Regions from separate parts of the Mus musculus genome. Here region 1 is linked to region 2. A link is a contact called in public HiChIP or PLAC-seq data. All regions are on one chromosome and are shown on one strand. The core of a region is the stretch at or near the end of the contact, and the rest is flanking DNA. Distances in the headings are between cores, read along the strand shown.

Region 1 (3,376 bases), core at 626-3,125, 60 kb before region 2:
CTTTCAGTTCTAGTTACTATGATGCTTCATAGCTTTATTTATTTATATTTTAATTCCCTCAACGCCACGGATTTTCCTAATATTGGCATCCTATATCCAAAGGCAATTCTGAAAAAAAAAAAAACATTGTGTGTGTGTGTGTGTGTGGAGAGAGAGAGAGAGATTAAACTGTCTTGAAGGAGCCCCTGAAAAAGCTATTCATCTAAAGCTGCCTGTCACAAGGGCTGTGACCAAAGGGTCAAGCTAAGTACTGATATTAAGATGGGTTTAAAAAACGCATTTGATCAAACTGAGTATATTTTTGTCTACACTTAGTTATTTTAAAAGACCACACTCGCATCAGATACACATGTATTATGAGTCACAGGGTGAATGTAATAGTAAATAATACAGTATACACATCAGACCTATACACAGCCAGCTTACTATTGGTTACAGGCCCAGGAGTCCAAAAGCAACTTTCCTGCACATCACTCCCTACAAGTTTCATTACTTTTTAAAGACTCTAATGTTCAAGGGCATTCTTGCTAGCACTGTTCAACAGAAAGAAAATAACTACCCTCCCCCCTTGTTTTTAAACACTCACTTTTAAGGGCCACAAGGTCAACCCCTAAAAAGCTATGGGGCGAAGAGGGATCTGGAGTGATGCCACAAACTTCACTGCAAAAAACAAAACAAAACAACACAAAACAGGAGTAAGGCAATGCCAGGTAATCCAACAAAAGGGGGGGGGGGAAGAGAGAAAAAGAAAGGGAGAGGGGGGAGGGAGAGAAGGAGAGAAGGAGGGAGGGAGGGAGGGAGGAAGGAAGGGAGAGGGAGAGAGAGAGAGAGAGAGAGAGAGAGAGAGAGAGAGAGAGAGAGAGAGAGAGAGAAAACACGGGCTGGGGGGGGGGGGGACAAGCACAGCGCACAAAGAAGTAACAAAGAAGTAACAAAGAGTGCAGGGCGGTGCTGCAGGCGTCGAGGAGTCCAGGCAAGCAGGACCCCGCGGGCGCGGGCGCGGGCAGCGGGCGAGCGCCCTCCGGCGGCCGGGATTGCGTCTTACCTCCTGGGCGAGCTTCTGCTTGAGCACGAGCGCGGCGCACAGGTAGCCGGCGCGACCCACGAACAGCTCGTCGGAGCCACAGTCCAGGAAGGAGACCGGCGCGCAGACGGCGCACAGAGCCCGGAACTTGCCGAGGGGCTGCACGTAGTCGGGGCGGCCCAGGGCGTGGTAGACCAGCGTGGCCACCGCATACACGCCCGCGCCCCCGAGCAGAAAGGCAGCACGGGTGTCCGCGTCCGTCTCGCCCCACTCCTCGGCGCGGAGGCACGCGTCGATGAGGCGCTTGGCGAAGCGCAGGTAGCGCTCCCGGGCGGCGGCGAAGAGCGGGCTCTGGGAGACGTGGTAGAGCATGTAGGCCACCCCGGCCACGCCGCTGTACAGACCCCCCTGGCAGCTGCTGCCCGCGCCTGTCGCCCCCCGAGCCTCAGCGCCGCCCCCCAGCGGGGGCAGCTCCTGAAGAATGCGTTCGATGGTGGAGGTGACCAAGGGCGCCACTGCCTCCTCGCACTGGCCCGCCAGCAGGCTGCCCTGGTAGTCATCGAAGCGGTTGGCGAAGCAGCGCTTGGTGTCCATGCTGTCGCCCGCGGGGTCCCGAATGTCGAGCTGGGCACCTTTGGAGGGCGCGCCCTGAAGCCCGGAGCAGTACCTCCTGCTCTCAGAGGCGCGCTCGCTCAGATGGCTGTGGATGAGGTGGTGGAGGATGGAGCGAGGAGGGTGAGACGGGAGGTGACAAGACGAGGCAGGCGCAAGGAGGGATCACGGAGCCAGTGGCCAAGTGGGACAACGAGCTGCCGCGAGGCTCCGGGGTGGCCCGAGGCAGAGCTAGGAATGCGTGTCACACGTTCCCCTCCCAGAGGCCGCGCCCTCTCCAAACCGCCCCCTCTTGCGCTGCCGCAGCTCTGAGGCTCTCCAAGGGGCCGAGGTGATCTCCTCAGGCAGGACCCACGCGGGGCCGCGCCACTCCTCCCGCTCCGCCCTCGGCTCCTCCCCTCCCTGCAGAAGGCCTGGGACGTGCAGGGCACGGATCAGGAATGCTGAGGCTGGCCGTTAGCACACCTGGCAGCAGAGGTGATGACTTCCAGTCCCCTGTGTCCTCAGAGTCTTTGCCTCAGTTCGGTGCCAGCAGCACCTGGAAGCGGCATTAAAAGAAAAAGAAAAAAGACCAACGCAGCACCGGGTGTTTCGTCTCAGACTTAACTGAATAGAAAGTCAGAGTATATACCAAGAGCCCTAGGTTATAAGCATCTTCAGTTAAGTTTGTGACGCCTCTGAACTAGACTAAAGTCCCAGATAATTGACAACTGGGCATCATCTTTCAAGCTCGGTCACAGTGGCGTTTTCATTCAAAGTGTCTCAGTATCAAGAGCAGCAGCACTGTGTGTGTGTGGAGGGGGGGGGGGGTAGCATGCTTTATGTTTTTAAAGGAAGAAGAAGTTCTTGGTGTTTGTCGCCTACTCTATTATTTTGCTTGGCGTACACAGGAATTAAAAACCCAAAGAACCACACTACATTTTGGAAGAGAGTGGCAACTCCCCTACCTCCACCTACCCCTGCTCTCTTCTTTCACTGATCCCTCATGGAATTAGAAAGAGACTAATAGACATCTTTAGATCATTAGCTAGTTAGTACACGGATAAAGCTGTCCCTCCTGTTTATCCTTCACAGAGATTATTCCCATTCTGCTCTCCTTTGTGCTTTGAAACTTAATAAGACAGTAACTACACAAGTTCCCAGACTGCTTAAGGTTCCACCTGAGTGGAAAAGACAGAAAACAAAACACATATGCTACTTTTCTTTCTTATGTTTAGGTCTTTTAAAATAATTCTTCCTTCCAAAAAGTATTGACTATTGAAGGCTGAAGAGGTATTTGTATTTTGAGAAACTGAAAACACAAGTGTAAGTTGTTCATAGGAAAGTTTTTGGCACTCTGTACAGAAAACTACTTCACTTGTTTTAAAGATCACTGCTGTTGGGAGCATATTTGCCACGAAAGTGTCAATGATTGCAATGTATGAAATAAATCATAATGATCCATTTTCAATCTGAGGTGTGTTTAGAGCTCATTAGAGAATCACGATTTAGCAGGAGGAACTAGGCCCCTGTCCATCTTAGTTGGCAGCTGGTGCTAGATGCTCTCTGTTCATCCTAAGGATGAAAAGTTACAGGAAGTTTGCTACATGGCTGCACCTATATATCAGATAAGGAGGGAATCAGGACTGGGAGAGTTTGGTCAGCAGATAAGAGCATTTGCTGCTCCTTCAAAGGTTCTGGGTTCAGTACCCAGCACCCACATAGTGACACATAACTGTCTTACTCCAGTTCTGGGGGATC
Region 2 (3,198 bases), core at 253-2,752:
CTTCCAGGTGTTTTTGTAGGATAATTTTAGCAGAACATGAAAAGCAAAGAAGTCTACATGGAAGGCGATTGCTCCAACTACTGTAGACCTGATCTATTTACCTAGACCTTGGGCATAAACTGTGGTTTAAGTTCTTATAGAATGCAATGTAGTTTAAACCTCAGCTTTTGAAGTTCCTTTAGGCCTCTGTTTCTCTCCAGATATTATAGTATGCAATATTTATATGATATAAATATTTGAAGGATCCCAATTGTCTTTTTTAGTAAGTAATTATTATGTAGCTATTCTTTTCCCTACAAGGACTCACAGAATATTACCTCAAAATCTAAATCACATGAGTCAGATGCCATCAGAACCAGAGAGAATTATTGATAAGTTTCAAGGACAGTTGTTTACCAAATTCAAATGTGTTTGCTCATATGACAGGCAATAATAGTGACTGCCAGGAATTTATTTCCAAAGGCTTTGTCTACGGTTCCACTGTCTTGCCCTTTCTTATGCTGAGGTAACTAAGTAGATGAGGTCTAAACTTGAAAGACAAAGTTGTACTGGGCAGGCAGACTTGTAATGCCACCTCATAGGAAGGTTGAGGTGGAAGGATCACAAGTTCCAGTCCTGCCTGAACTACAGAAGGAGTTCAAAGCCAGTCTGAGCAACTCAGTGAAACATTTTCTTAAAACAAAAAGAGGTATAGGGATATAGTTCAGTATTAGATTCCTTGGCGCCAGTCTTGAGTTTAATCTCCAGTACTACAACTAAGTGAAACACAGGGCTATAGCTATCTGCCTCAGGGGAGTCAGCCTACTCCAGTGAAGTTCTTACTTGCTCTGTGTGTGCCCCTACCCGCTGATCTTTCTCCAACCAATCAAGAATACAGGTTTGTTTGTTTGTTTGAAGTTTCTTTGGGTTGGTGGGAATATTCATTTTATACTAGAATAGAAAAAGAAAGGTCAAGTCACAAAACACATACAAAGCCTTAGGAATAGGAACTTAGGAAAAGGAACAAATAGGAAATTCCAACCGCCTTGGGAGCTGGTCCAAACCTAGGAATAATAGGGTGAAATTATAGGAAGCAGTCTGTTTACAAACATTTCCAGATCTGCTTTTCAAACTTCAAAGGGATTTAGTGAGGAATTCCTGTTGGGTATAGAGTGCCTCACACAGTTTAGAGTGTCATGATTGGAAAGGGCTTTTATTAGTGAAGAACTCGCTAGCTGCCTTAGGTTCTCAATTAGAAATTAGAGTGTCCTTAGAGAATTCAGTCTTCTGGTTGAGTCAATAGAAGTTAGCTTCAAAGCAAGTGACAATAACATACTTGAACTGGCGATGATCAAGCTCATGTGTGTGGAATCGGAGCTCACAGATGAAATAAATCCTTGGGCCTCATAGGGCTTTGAGCTAGAAAGGGATTCTTTATCAAAAACTTGCCTAGACTGAGTCATTTCTATTACTTTCTGTCATTTCACCCTACACATTGACTTCCTGTCTGTTTTCTCTCTGACTCAGCCGCTCTTCTCATTTCCTGAGAAAAATGAGTCTGCTAGACCTGGGGGTGATGTGTGAGTGTGAGTTATCCTAAAAATAGATCCCAAGAAAAGGATTTGGATATAAGTAGCTTATTTGTTGTTGTTTTTTTCAATTTTCTGTTGATTCACTTTACAACGTACTCACTGCCCCACCCCATTACCCCTGCCTACAATCCTCCTCTCCCTCCCCCCTCCCCTTTTCCTCTGAGAGGGTGCCACCCCCACCCTGGCACACAAGGGCAGACAAGGCAGCCTAAAGTGCTTATTTGATTGAGTGTTTATGTGTGTGTGGGGGGGGGGGCAGGTCCTAACCAATTACCATAGAATAAGTGGCTTACATAACAAATTCATTCCTCACATTTCTGAAAGGTGGAAGTCAGAGATCAGGGTGCCATTGTGCTTGGTTTTCAGACAGAATGTTTCCTGGTTTGGTGATGAAAGTACACTTGCTTTATCTTTGTATAACAGAAAATAAAGTGAAAGGCATTAAGCTCTTTCCTGTCTCACAGAGACACTCATGACCTAATCAGTACCCAAAGCTCCGTCTCCAAATGTCATCATACTGACATTTCTTGGCTTAACACCTAAGTTGCTCTAGCATTCTTCCATAGCCAGAAAATGTTATAAGTCAGAGGTAGACCCTTCAAGTAAGAGATCTATGGTAATATAGGTACAAGTCATTGTCTGCTGAAGTTTCAGTTTATATCCTGAGTAATCAAAGTTTCTCTGGATGGAGCGTTGACCATTAGACCTGACATTATAATTGGTGCTATAAGTAGATATATAGGGAAAGTGGGGTGTCCAGGAGGGAAGCAAAAGTCATCAACTCCAACACTGCAACAAGAGCTGTGTACAAAGCACTTTCCAAAGACAGGCATTGGCGCAAAACTGGTACCTTAAAATCTGACTGTCAGTGAGGAAAATTCTTAACAGGATGATTAATTTAAATGTTGTTTAGTAAGGTGAAAAGAATTCTAGATGCTTCTTTACTCACAAAGCATGCCTCAAGGATACATACTCTCATAATGGCTTTCTTATGTTCTGGATCTTTGCCTGGATCTGTTAAGTCTTACCATTGCCTCTTACATCAACCCTCTCCCAAGTCACTCCAGCTGCTGTCCCTTCAACCTCAGTCCCCTTTACCAGTTTGAAAATAGAGTAGCCTACAACCCCCAACAGTAGTTAGTGTGACCTCTGAGAGGGCAGAATAAGAACCAATAGTGAGATAGATTTCCTGATAGGCACACAGATGAGGAGAGAGAGCATAAGTAGATAACAAAGATGATGAACTGCCAAGATCACGGGCATTGCATTCACCCTCCTCACCAGAGACAAAAGCCTGGAAACTTAATATGAAACCTTTGACAGGCTTTTCCCCCCACCAGTAGGGACCGCCAGCTATGGACCTTTCTCACAAGTTCAAGGCCAGAACAGTATGTGTAATCCCAAACTCATGGACCTATCTGTCTTGTTCAAACTGTCTTTGTTCAAACTAACAATGCCTGAATTGGAAGAGAAAGACACCCTTAAAGATATGTAAATCCACAACCCTGAAGGAGAGACCAACCAGGTTTTCAGTTCTTGAGACCCTTCTCTACTTTGTGGAGGGTATTTCTCTCTGTGTGCCTACTTTGTATCTATGTTTCCTCACCCTTAATAAGAGTCTTTCTTC

Evidence for each region. HiChIP or PLAC-seq counts read pairs in DNA pulled down with a chosen protein or histone mark.
Region 1: a BATF HiChIP or PLAC-seq map of CD8 T cells shows a contact between it and region 2, with 28 read pairs. The contact joins the promoter of Lancl3 here to the enhancer-like site in region 2. A contact is called at or near these places in 5 of 39 promoter capture datasets (the 3T3-L1 cell line, HPC-7-derived erythroid cells and liver), 1 of 15 datasets of contacts at CTCF or cohesin (CD8 T cells), 49 of 484 Hi-C or Micro-C datasets (the AML12 cell line, B cells, the BV-2 cell line and 28 more) and 8 of 115 datasets of contacts at active chromatin or transcription factors (CD8 T cells, effector CD8 T cells, embryonic fibroblasts and 5 more).

What each region holds. Positions count from the first base shown.
Region 1 is chrX:9,198,472-9,201,847 of GRCm38.p6, reverse strand. It overlaps Lancl3 (LanC lantibiotic synthetase component C-like 3 (bacterial)), which reads right to left and starts at 1,875. Exons shown (of 5, transcript NM_173414.3): 1 at 1,046-1,875. The coding sequence starts at 1,618.
Region 2 is chrX:9,138,020-9,141,217 of GRCm38.p6, reverse strand. No RefSeq gene overlaps it. Among named protein-coding and RNA genes, the nearest start is that of 4930402K13Rik, 35 kb to the right of the region's middle. Within about 2 kb of position 1,502, at least 17 of the 459 cell types and tissues checked have an H3K27ac peak or open chromatin away from gene starts, as enhancers often do. A contact at or near this core is called in CD8 T cells, the HL-1 cell line, Th1 cells and 2 more, where this site is marked.